2 separate regions of the Zea mays genome follow, and region 2 is linked to region 1. A link is a contact called in public Hi-C data. All regions are on one chromosome and are shown on one strand. The core of a region is the stretch at or near the end of the contact, and the rest is flanking DNA. Distances in the headings are between cores, read along the strand shown.

Region 1 (4,453 bases), core at 531-3,030:
TGTTCATCGTATAGGAAAATATAACTGACAACATAAGACGTTGGTTGGACCTATAGCTATAGGTGGTAAAAGTGGTCCTTCATCCATGACATTAGCTAAAGTTGTTGGCTTTTTTGCTCTTCCTTACAAGAGGATAAGAATATGGTTGAAAATTCCTTCTTTCACCAAAAAAATGCAGCCATTCAAGGCGTCCAACCAGAAATTCAATTCTATAAAACATAGGCGAAATTGCAAGATAGCTGACAAAAATTTATTTCGAGGAGGGAAAGTTTTTTTTGAACAAGACATGTTTGTAAGATATCAATACCCTTTTCAATCACTTGGCTGATGACTGAAGTGCGCACTAGGCTTATTAGAGCTCCTGCACCTGCTCAGCACGCCAGTAGAATGAATACTTCTGCAGAATCACTCTGAAAGGAGAGATGAAATAGCATGAGATCTCTAGTTCGAAGTTACCTAGAAAAGACGGGGATGTCTTGTTCAAATGACTGAAGCAGCTGTAACTTTCAGTTTTTTAATGATATGAAAGAGGTGAGATCAGGAGAAATGTCCTAGGCAAAACTTTGTTTTCACAGACAATGAAAATAAGACTCAACTCGGATTGGATAAAAAAAAGGAGCTAAGATTTTTGTCATATAAAGTATATAAGAGAGTAATTAAGGGAGTAATCCAACACAAGAGCCACCTCCAGAAAAGAAATGAGTAAACTGATAGGAAGAAAAGAAAAGGAACCGTGCTTTAAGAGCATGGCTTTCATGCAGGCATCCAAGGAGAGAGAGAAAAGAAAAGATTCAAGAATCGGCTGCAAATCCAAAAGGGCTCCACCGCAATCAAGCTCAATTCTATCATCCCGCAAAAAAGACACCTCTACCGGTTGCTGACGAAGCAACTAGAAACTCAGGACTGTGCAATATCAGACGGCAATAATCAAGCACCACCAAGAAACGCTGAATTCAAGAAATTAAGCAAGAATTATGAGCCCAGGTTGAGAAGTGGGGATGGTTTCCCCGAGCACCCACATAAAAAATCAAGAATTTTAATTAAAAAGGTTCAAGAATTTTGAGGTAAATGAGGACCATGAATTCAGCAGCCTGAGCTCAATACCTGCACTTCCACAAGAAAGGCCACTCAACACAACCGCAAGAACCCCCCCAAGCCGCAGGAATTCCCCGATGAAGCTCTCAAAGCTACAGATCCCCAAGCCAGCTCAAGAACCCGGCGGACAGACACCAAAAAACTGGACAATTCGGAGAGACCAGGTATGCCCGCACAGCCCTCAAGGATCAGGAAAACCCTGAGCTCTAGCACAAGCAGCATATAATCGAGAGGAGACCAGCCAATCATTGGGGTCATAACAGCACCCATGGGAACGAAAAAGGATCGGTTGCACCCACCGAGGTCGGACGAGCCACAATTCTAGAAAAGCAGAGAAGAGCGAGAGCCCAAGCAAGCGAGCCGAATCATGTAACCGGGGAATATGCGCCGAAAAGAATTCTCTGTCACCGCTGCTGGTGCTGCAACCAACAGGCGGGAGGGAGGAGCCAATGATGCGAAGGCGATTGATTAAGCAATAGGAAAATGGAGGCGGACCTGACGGTGTGCTCCTCGTGGGGAGCATGGCAAGACGGCAGGGATTGCTGTCCCCAGACCCGAGCCGACGGCCAGTCAGCCTTGGGAGGAGAAGAGGGTGAGAGGGGAGAAGAAGAGAAGAGAGGAGAAAGAAAACCCAAGCCCCCTTCCCTCCCGCTCGGTATGTATGGGGACAAAATCAGATCCCAAGATAACAATACCAAAAGCAAAAGAAGATAGGAGAGCGCTCTCTCTATCTCTCGCTTGTTCCTCCTCCTCGTCCTCCTTCTTCCTGCCCCCGGAATAAAAAATTCCTGCACCACCACCCACTAGCTGCAACAAACACCAGCACCCAATATAAAAGTAGTCGGAGGGCCTGCTAGAAGAAAAGCTGTTTCTGCCCTCCTCCTCCTCCTCCTCCTCCGTCTCTGCTTTGATTATTGTTTGCTGCCCGGAGTGGACCGCTGGTGATGGTTGATTATTGTCGTGGAGGGATTATTCGGTGGGGGTGGGGGTTTGCGTTGCGGGGTTTAAACCTACTGTACTCAACTTGGCAGGTCTGGATGGGATGGAGCTCTGCTCGGACTTGGCTGTGCGTCCATCCACCACCACATCTTCCTTCCGGTTGCTTCTTTCTTCACGATAACGCGTACTGACATGGGCCGCTCTCATTCGCCGTCCGCGTTGCCGCAGCCCCCAATTATGCGGCTATTCTATTCGTCATAGGTGAGTACGCATAATAAAATTAAAGCCCCGTGGTGTACCAACTCCTTATTAGACTTTTTTTTGTGGTTAGCTCCTCGGTCCTCCTCTCCTCTCATCTGTTGGGTACATCCATCCTACACATCACCCTTCGGCTCAGCTGCTACACTAGTATAGTAGAGTAGTCCTAGTTTAATGCTGTACAGGCACCGGACCATCTAGTAATCCAAGTTTTAATACTGTACAAGTAGTGCCATCATCATCATCATCCATAGTAGAGCTCGAAATTATGCAAGCAGCTTCGAACAGTAGGTCGATATGGCCTATGGACGGGGAAAAGGAGAAGTAGCAGCCATCTTTTGAACTAGCAAGGAGAGGGAAGTATTGGCATGTGCAAGTCCGAGAAATTGGAGTTGGTCCGGCCTCCTATATTATGACCGGAAATGCGTTTCGTTTGCCTTTAATCCGTACGGATTTTTATTATTTCTACAGCGTTTTTTGTCTCTAGATTATACAGTCCAAATAGATGGTTTTAATCAAAAGCGACCTGAGCGGCGCACGGAAACGGAACTCGTTGCCAGCCTGAATAATTGGAGTCCTCTTCTGTTCGCCCCCAACGTCTTCGCACGCGCTCGGACGCTCGGTGACCGTCTGACCGACGCTGCAGGTTCGCAAGTAGAGAGATCTCACAGTCACTGGATTTTGTAGGAGCCGGCGTCGGGGGAGTGGAGCAGTACTCCTGGGCTCCCCGCCTTGCCGCTCTGCGCATCGTGAGGGGCCGGCGTCCGGCGAGGGTGTCACGACGGGAAGCTCAGAGTGGAGAAGGGACCAAGGGACACGAGCACACGGCGCCGGACTCTGTTTCGGGATTCTCTCTGTGTGCTTTTTCTCGTGAGCCGGGAAAGATCCAGACGGCAGAAATCATAACGGATCATGGCTTTTGTTGTACTAGCTCCGAATCTCGTGAGATTTTCGCAGGACAAGCACAAGCTAGTGGCATTCTACTGTTTTTTTTTCCATAGCTCTAAAGTCATAATTCCATGGATTTTGTAACTTACAGGTTGTCTTTTTTTCTGTTTCAGAAAGAAGAAAAGAAAAACAGTTTTTTTAGAGGTAACGGATCCTAGCCTGCCTGTTCTTCTATTCCTCGTGCGAAGAATCAGAGCTAAATAAATAAGCATGTCCGGATCGCAAGTTGAGAACTGCGCCTTTTCAGAACATATGCCGTCCAGAGTTTTGTCACGTGATCGCTACAAAGGACAGCAACTCTCCCGAACACAGACATCGACATGAGCTGTTGAACACACGAAGGAAATCGTTTTGGTCACAACAATTTAGGCACAGACGCCGCAGGTGGTGGAAAATAACGCCGGCCCGGGCCTGCTAAAATTCCCACCCGTTTATTCGTCCCACCAAATTAATGGCGTACGCGCCCATGATTCGGCGACATGCAGCGCGCCCCCACAGATACGCCGGATCGGCGACGGCGAATCGTTTGAGCACAAAGACAGAAGTCATGGGCAGGGGATAGATATATCGCATGTGACATCCGAACTCCCCATGACAAACACTGCATTGTGCAGTGGTGGGGGTGGGGTCGTGGGGGACCCCAAGCAAATGCTATGCTACGCTCACACGTCACAATGCATCGGGAAAAAATAATGGTAATGCTATATATTTCTCCAAGCTGGAATTTGAAGGGTATATATATAAATACAAGGCCTTCTTTTTTATGGTTGCTTTAGAGGTTTGTGTTTTGTCATGATTGCTTTCGCTTGATTCTTTTCCCCCCTGGCATAAATGATTTTTAGGGCAAGTCTCTCTTTATCGTGATTGCTTTTGCATGGTTTTTTTTCGACCGAAAAGAAAGTACGACGCAACTACATTCGTACGGAAGATGTTTATTTGTGATTATAATTTCGTGTCGCATGAAAATACAGTATTAATAAATAAATAGGTACACGAATCTGGTACGCATTGTATCGTTGCTTACTGCCAGTTATAAATAAGCAGTTTCCCTTTTGTAATTACATCGATGACAACATCTATACATACATGTGGGAATTAAAATGATTAGAAATTGATGATGTGGTGCTAATAATGTGGTAGTACGTACGTCTTTTTTATTTATTCTGGGTCCGCTGCCTTCGTGTGCATGTAGAGATTATATGGAGAAATAAAT
Region 2 (4,453 bases), core at 992-3,491, 180 kb before region 1:
ATAGTTGTATATCTATGGTAAAATAAAAAAACTAGCTTATATTTCTCGTTCTTTTTTATTTGCCACATTTTAGTTCAATAATAAACTGGCAGACGTTAAATATTTGAGAACGGAAGTAATAACAAATGACTATTTATTATTTAATTATCATATATATACATATATTCTATTTATTCACATTATAATTATAGTTGTATATGTGTTAGCCCTCTCTAAAGTAAAATCCTGGCTATGTCACTGCACATAAATAATGAGAGATACGAATTGATGACTTGGACACTTGGTGCAGCAGAGAGGTACATTGACCTGTAGTCTGGTGCAGTACGTGTGTGAATATGCTCTCCGTCCTATTTTTCGTACTCCTAGGTATCGTTTCCTTGAGATCTGGATGGTTTTCAGCTGTTGATGCGTGCTGGCCTGCCGCATGCTGCATGCTTCTCTAGGTTCACATGTAGTACGGACTGTACACTCGTGTGCTGTCTCAGCGTCTGCAGCATTGTGCCTGTACATCACTGTTTTGCTTAGGGACACTGCACTATATGAGACGAACATTGGCGAGAGGCTTTTACTCCCTTTGGGTGATTCTATCCCAATTGTTGCACACAAGAACCACTATGGGAGGGTCAGCTTCGCAGGTTAGGGGAGCTTAAAAAAACGGAAGGAAAGACATGTAACTGAACAAACGATCGATCATTTATAGAACTATCTATTGAGAATATAATTTCTACTACAGAGATTAAATAATATAAAAACTAACTGTAATTTATAGCATTGAGACAGACTTTAGAACCTATATAAATAAACATGAATAATTCGGAGCAAAAATAAGGTTCTCTTTTTCAAGAAGAAAATTTTTTTATTAAGATCGCTGGAAACAGGTCACAAAAGGAAGAGCCAGTGTGCGCGCCGACTCTTGGGGCCTGATTCTCGGCGCAAAATTTCAGAGGTGGCTCAAAGCACACATCGGAAATGCCGCGAGCGGCCGGCGAGCCCCGCCCGATCCGAGGCTGATTTTGAGATCGCCGCACCACTGGCACTCGATTCGTCTCGTGCGAGGAGCTCAAAAAAAAGTCTCGCGGATCCAGTTCCAGTCTCTCCCTCCCCTCCCTCGCACGCAGAAGATGCTGCGGCATTGCTTGCCGCGCGCGCGCAGTACAGAGTGCAAAGTCAGTAGTACTAGTAGTGTACAGCCTGTGCCCGGTGCTCCACGCTCGCGATCGCATCTCAGGCGTGCGCGGAGCACCGACATCGAGGCAGCTGCCGGTGGAGCTGGCCTGGGCCCCATCTGGCGACATGCTGCCACGCGTCACGTCCTCCAGAGGGCCCACAAGTCCAGTGGGACCCCGACACGAATCATCAATCAGCAGAATACTACTAGTCATCTTGCGTTCTCGCAATCTCGCTCACCGACAACTATTTGTTTTTTAAAAAATCCTGCTCTACACGGTGACAGAGTTAGAGAGCTTGTAGTTGTAGACGGCGGAATAAAATCCTGCGAGCAATTTCAGCCAAGTGGGCGTCACATGCATGCCGTCATTGTGCTTCCGAAAATCGGGCGGTGGCCGGCGGCGGCGTATTTATTCAAAATACTCCGATCACGAACCTAGTAGTAGTCGGGTTAAGACACTGGCAGCTCAGGGGACACCACCACAGGCTAAAACTAGTACTAGTACTAGCAGCAACAGCAGCTCAAAATAAAAATAAAAATGAGGGTCGTGGTGCACTGTGGTCACAAGACGAGGGGCCACACGAATTTTAATGGACGCATACACATCATGGACCCTCCACTGACTATGTTAATCCCAATCTGTTTTGAGCTTTTGCTTTAAGATGATTTCGATAGCCAATGCAGCACTAAATCACCAAAAAAGAACGCAGCGGTAGTTCTTTCAAATCCCTCCCGTATCCGTCCACATATATGGAGTGAATTTTGCCAACGCACCATCGTCGATTACTTTCACGCGGTGGCATGGGATTTTACAGGTCGCCTAAACCTCTCGCCGTCACAAAGTAGTACGTAGCTGTGAACTTTGGAAAGATTACACGGATATTTTAACTCACTTCGGTCACTTTTGCTGTTCTGTTTGACGCGTTCAGATGAGCTCCCAACACACGCTTTGCTCAGTCAGCCGTAGCCCCGCAAGCCTCGCCTCTGACCCACCTTTGACACCGAACGCGTTCTGGCTTCTCAGTCTATCACTCCACCCGTATATATAACAGACACGGTACACGCGCTCTCCATCCAATCCAACCACGCGAACAACCAAGATGACGCGCTCTCCTCTGGCTCTGGCCCTACTGCTCCTCTGCGCCGCCGGCGCCGCGGCGGCCGTGCCGCGGTACCGCGAGGCGCCGCACTTCACCAACTCGGCGGCGGCGCAGTGCCCGCCGCTGCTGCAGCCGTCGGACGCGGACGCGGCGTGCTCGCCGCACGCGGCGGTGCACGTCGCCATGACGCTGGACGCGTCGTACCTGCGCGGCACCATGGCGGCCGTGCTCTCCGTGCTGCGCCACGCGTCGTGCCCGGAGTCCATCCACTTCCACTTCATCGCCTCCGCCTCCTCCGGGTCCAGTGCGACGGCGGAGGCGCTCAGGGCCACGGTGCGCGCGTCGTTCCCGTCGCTGGCGTTCCGGGTGTACCCGTTCGCCGACGAGGCCCGCGTGGCGGGGCTCATCTCCACCTCCATCCGGGGCGCGCTGGACCGCCCGCTCAACTACGCGCGCTCCTACCTCGCGTCCACGCTGCCCGCCTGCGTGCGCCGCGTCGTGTACCTCGACTCCGACGTCGTGCTCACCGACGACATCGCCGCCCTCGCCGCCACCCCGCTCCCGGGGGAGGGCACGGCCGTGGCGGCGCCCCAGTACTGCGGCGCCAACTTCACCGCCTACTTCACGCCGGGCTTCTGGGCGTCCCCCGCGCTCTCCTCCGCCTTCGCCGGCCGCCGCGCCTGCTACTTCAACACGGGCGTCATGGTGCTCGACCTCGCGCGCTGGCGCCGCGCGGGATACACGGCGCAGATCGAGGAGTGGATGGAGCTGCAGAAGCGGGTGCGCATCTACGAGCTGGGCTCGCTGCCGCCCTTCCTGCTCGTCTTCGCCGGCAGGATCGCGTCCGTGGACCACAGATGGAACCAGCACGGCCTCGGCGGGGACAACTACCGCGGCCTCTGCCGCGGCCTGCACGCCGGCGCCGTCAGCCTGCTGCACTGGAGCGGCAAGGGGAAGCCCTGGGACCGCCTCGACGCCGGAAGGCCGTGCCCGCTCGACGCCGTCTGGGCCAAGTACGACCTGCTCCGGCCGGCAGCCGGCATCGAGACCTCGTGAACACAACGACGGCGTTCGATCGACCGCTCGTTTCACTTTTTGTTCGGTTTAGAAGCACGTGCTCTTCGTTGTTTTGTTGATCTAGGCTAGATATTGGTAGATCGATCATCAGGGTGTTCATGTGAACTGTACATATTGTTGCTAACTTTCTCGGAAAAGTTTAGACCGCTTGCACAAATTCTAGATTCAGAAAAAAAATAGTACTACTCAAAAGTTGGCCAAATGGTATTGCTCCAAGAAATCTAGATATAACAAATTGGTGGATCTAAGGTCAGAATCAAGGTGAAGCTCTCAAGTGGCGCTTCGCTAGCACAAAATTAGTGGACTTGGTGAAAATTGTACGAAGAAAAAAGATGGTCAAGAATAGAAGAGACTATTAGCACCAAAATTGTCCTCCACTAGATCTAAACAAAAAACATAGTCATTGCCTCATTGGTAGAAGGGACTATTAGCCAAAAAGTTTTTTTTTTCCCATTGAATCTTAGATCCGGTAGTGCATCTGTTCTAAACAAGCTCTTGAGTTTTCAGTTTCGCTCTATTACCTTCGATAAGAAATTCAGAAGCATCGTTTAAAAAAAACAGAAGCATACTTTGCCTACTTGTCAGTTTGTCATTAAGGGTGCTTGATTTGAAAAATCAATCCATCCAAAATAAAAGTTGTAACATAGGCCAATTCCTCAAATTTGGTAGAATAATCACATTCCTTATATTAGTACTAACTAATTATGAAAAAATGAGTTGGTGATGTATCAACTCATTTCATTATACAAACCAAACAAGAAAGTAAAACAATAAAAAGATGATGAACTACCTCGTTGCTCCAACCAAACAATCATTATTATTACCAGCAGTTATTCCGTATATACATTGTAGACCATTGAGCTGCTTTAGAGCTCGTTCGGTTGTACAAGAATAAACCAGAATTTATTCTAGCTAATCAAAATCTATATAAATTAAAGAAGTAATCCGTCTAGAAATCAATCTGGGGCTCTAATCCCTAAAAATCGAACAGGACCTTAACGGATTCCTCGTATAGAAAAAGTCCCCCGATCCCCGCATCATCAGCAATATAACAAACGAAAGAAAATTCCGGGCGGCCTCTCTCTCTTTTTTTTTGGGGGGGGGGGGG

What was found. A called contact is a pair of places that touch in the nucleus more often than the background predicts.
Region 2: a Hi-C map of tassel shows a contact between it and region 1, with 3 times the contacts expected there. The contact joins the promoter of LOC100283040 here to the promoter of LOC100281572 in region 1. A contact is called at or near these places in 4 of 25 Hi-C or Micro-C datasets (bundle sheath, ear, leaf mesophyll and 1 more).

What each region holds. Positions count from the first base shown.
Region 1 is chr1:262,999,868-263,004,320 of Zm-B73-REFERENCE-NAM-5.0, reverse strand. LOC100281572 (BEL1-related homeotic protein 30) reads right to left here and starts at 1,780. Exons shown (of 6, transcript NM_001154491.2): 1 at 1,591-1,780; 2 at 308-410. It overlaps LOC103643758 (a long non-coding RNA gene), which reads left to right and starts at 1,959. Exons shown (of 2, transcript XR_561266.3): 1 at 1,959-2,295; 2 at 2,980-3,383.
Region 2 is chr1:263,180,759-263,185,211 of Zm-B73-REFERENCE-NAM-5.0, reverse strand. LOC100283040 reads left to right here and starts at 2,241. Exons shown (of 1, transcript NM_001155942.2): 1 at 2,241-3,708. The coding sequence starts at 2,269. The coding sequence ends at 3,324.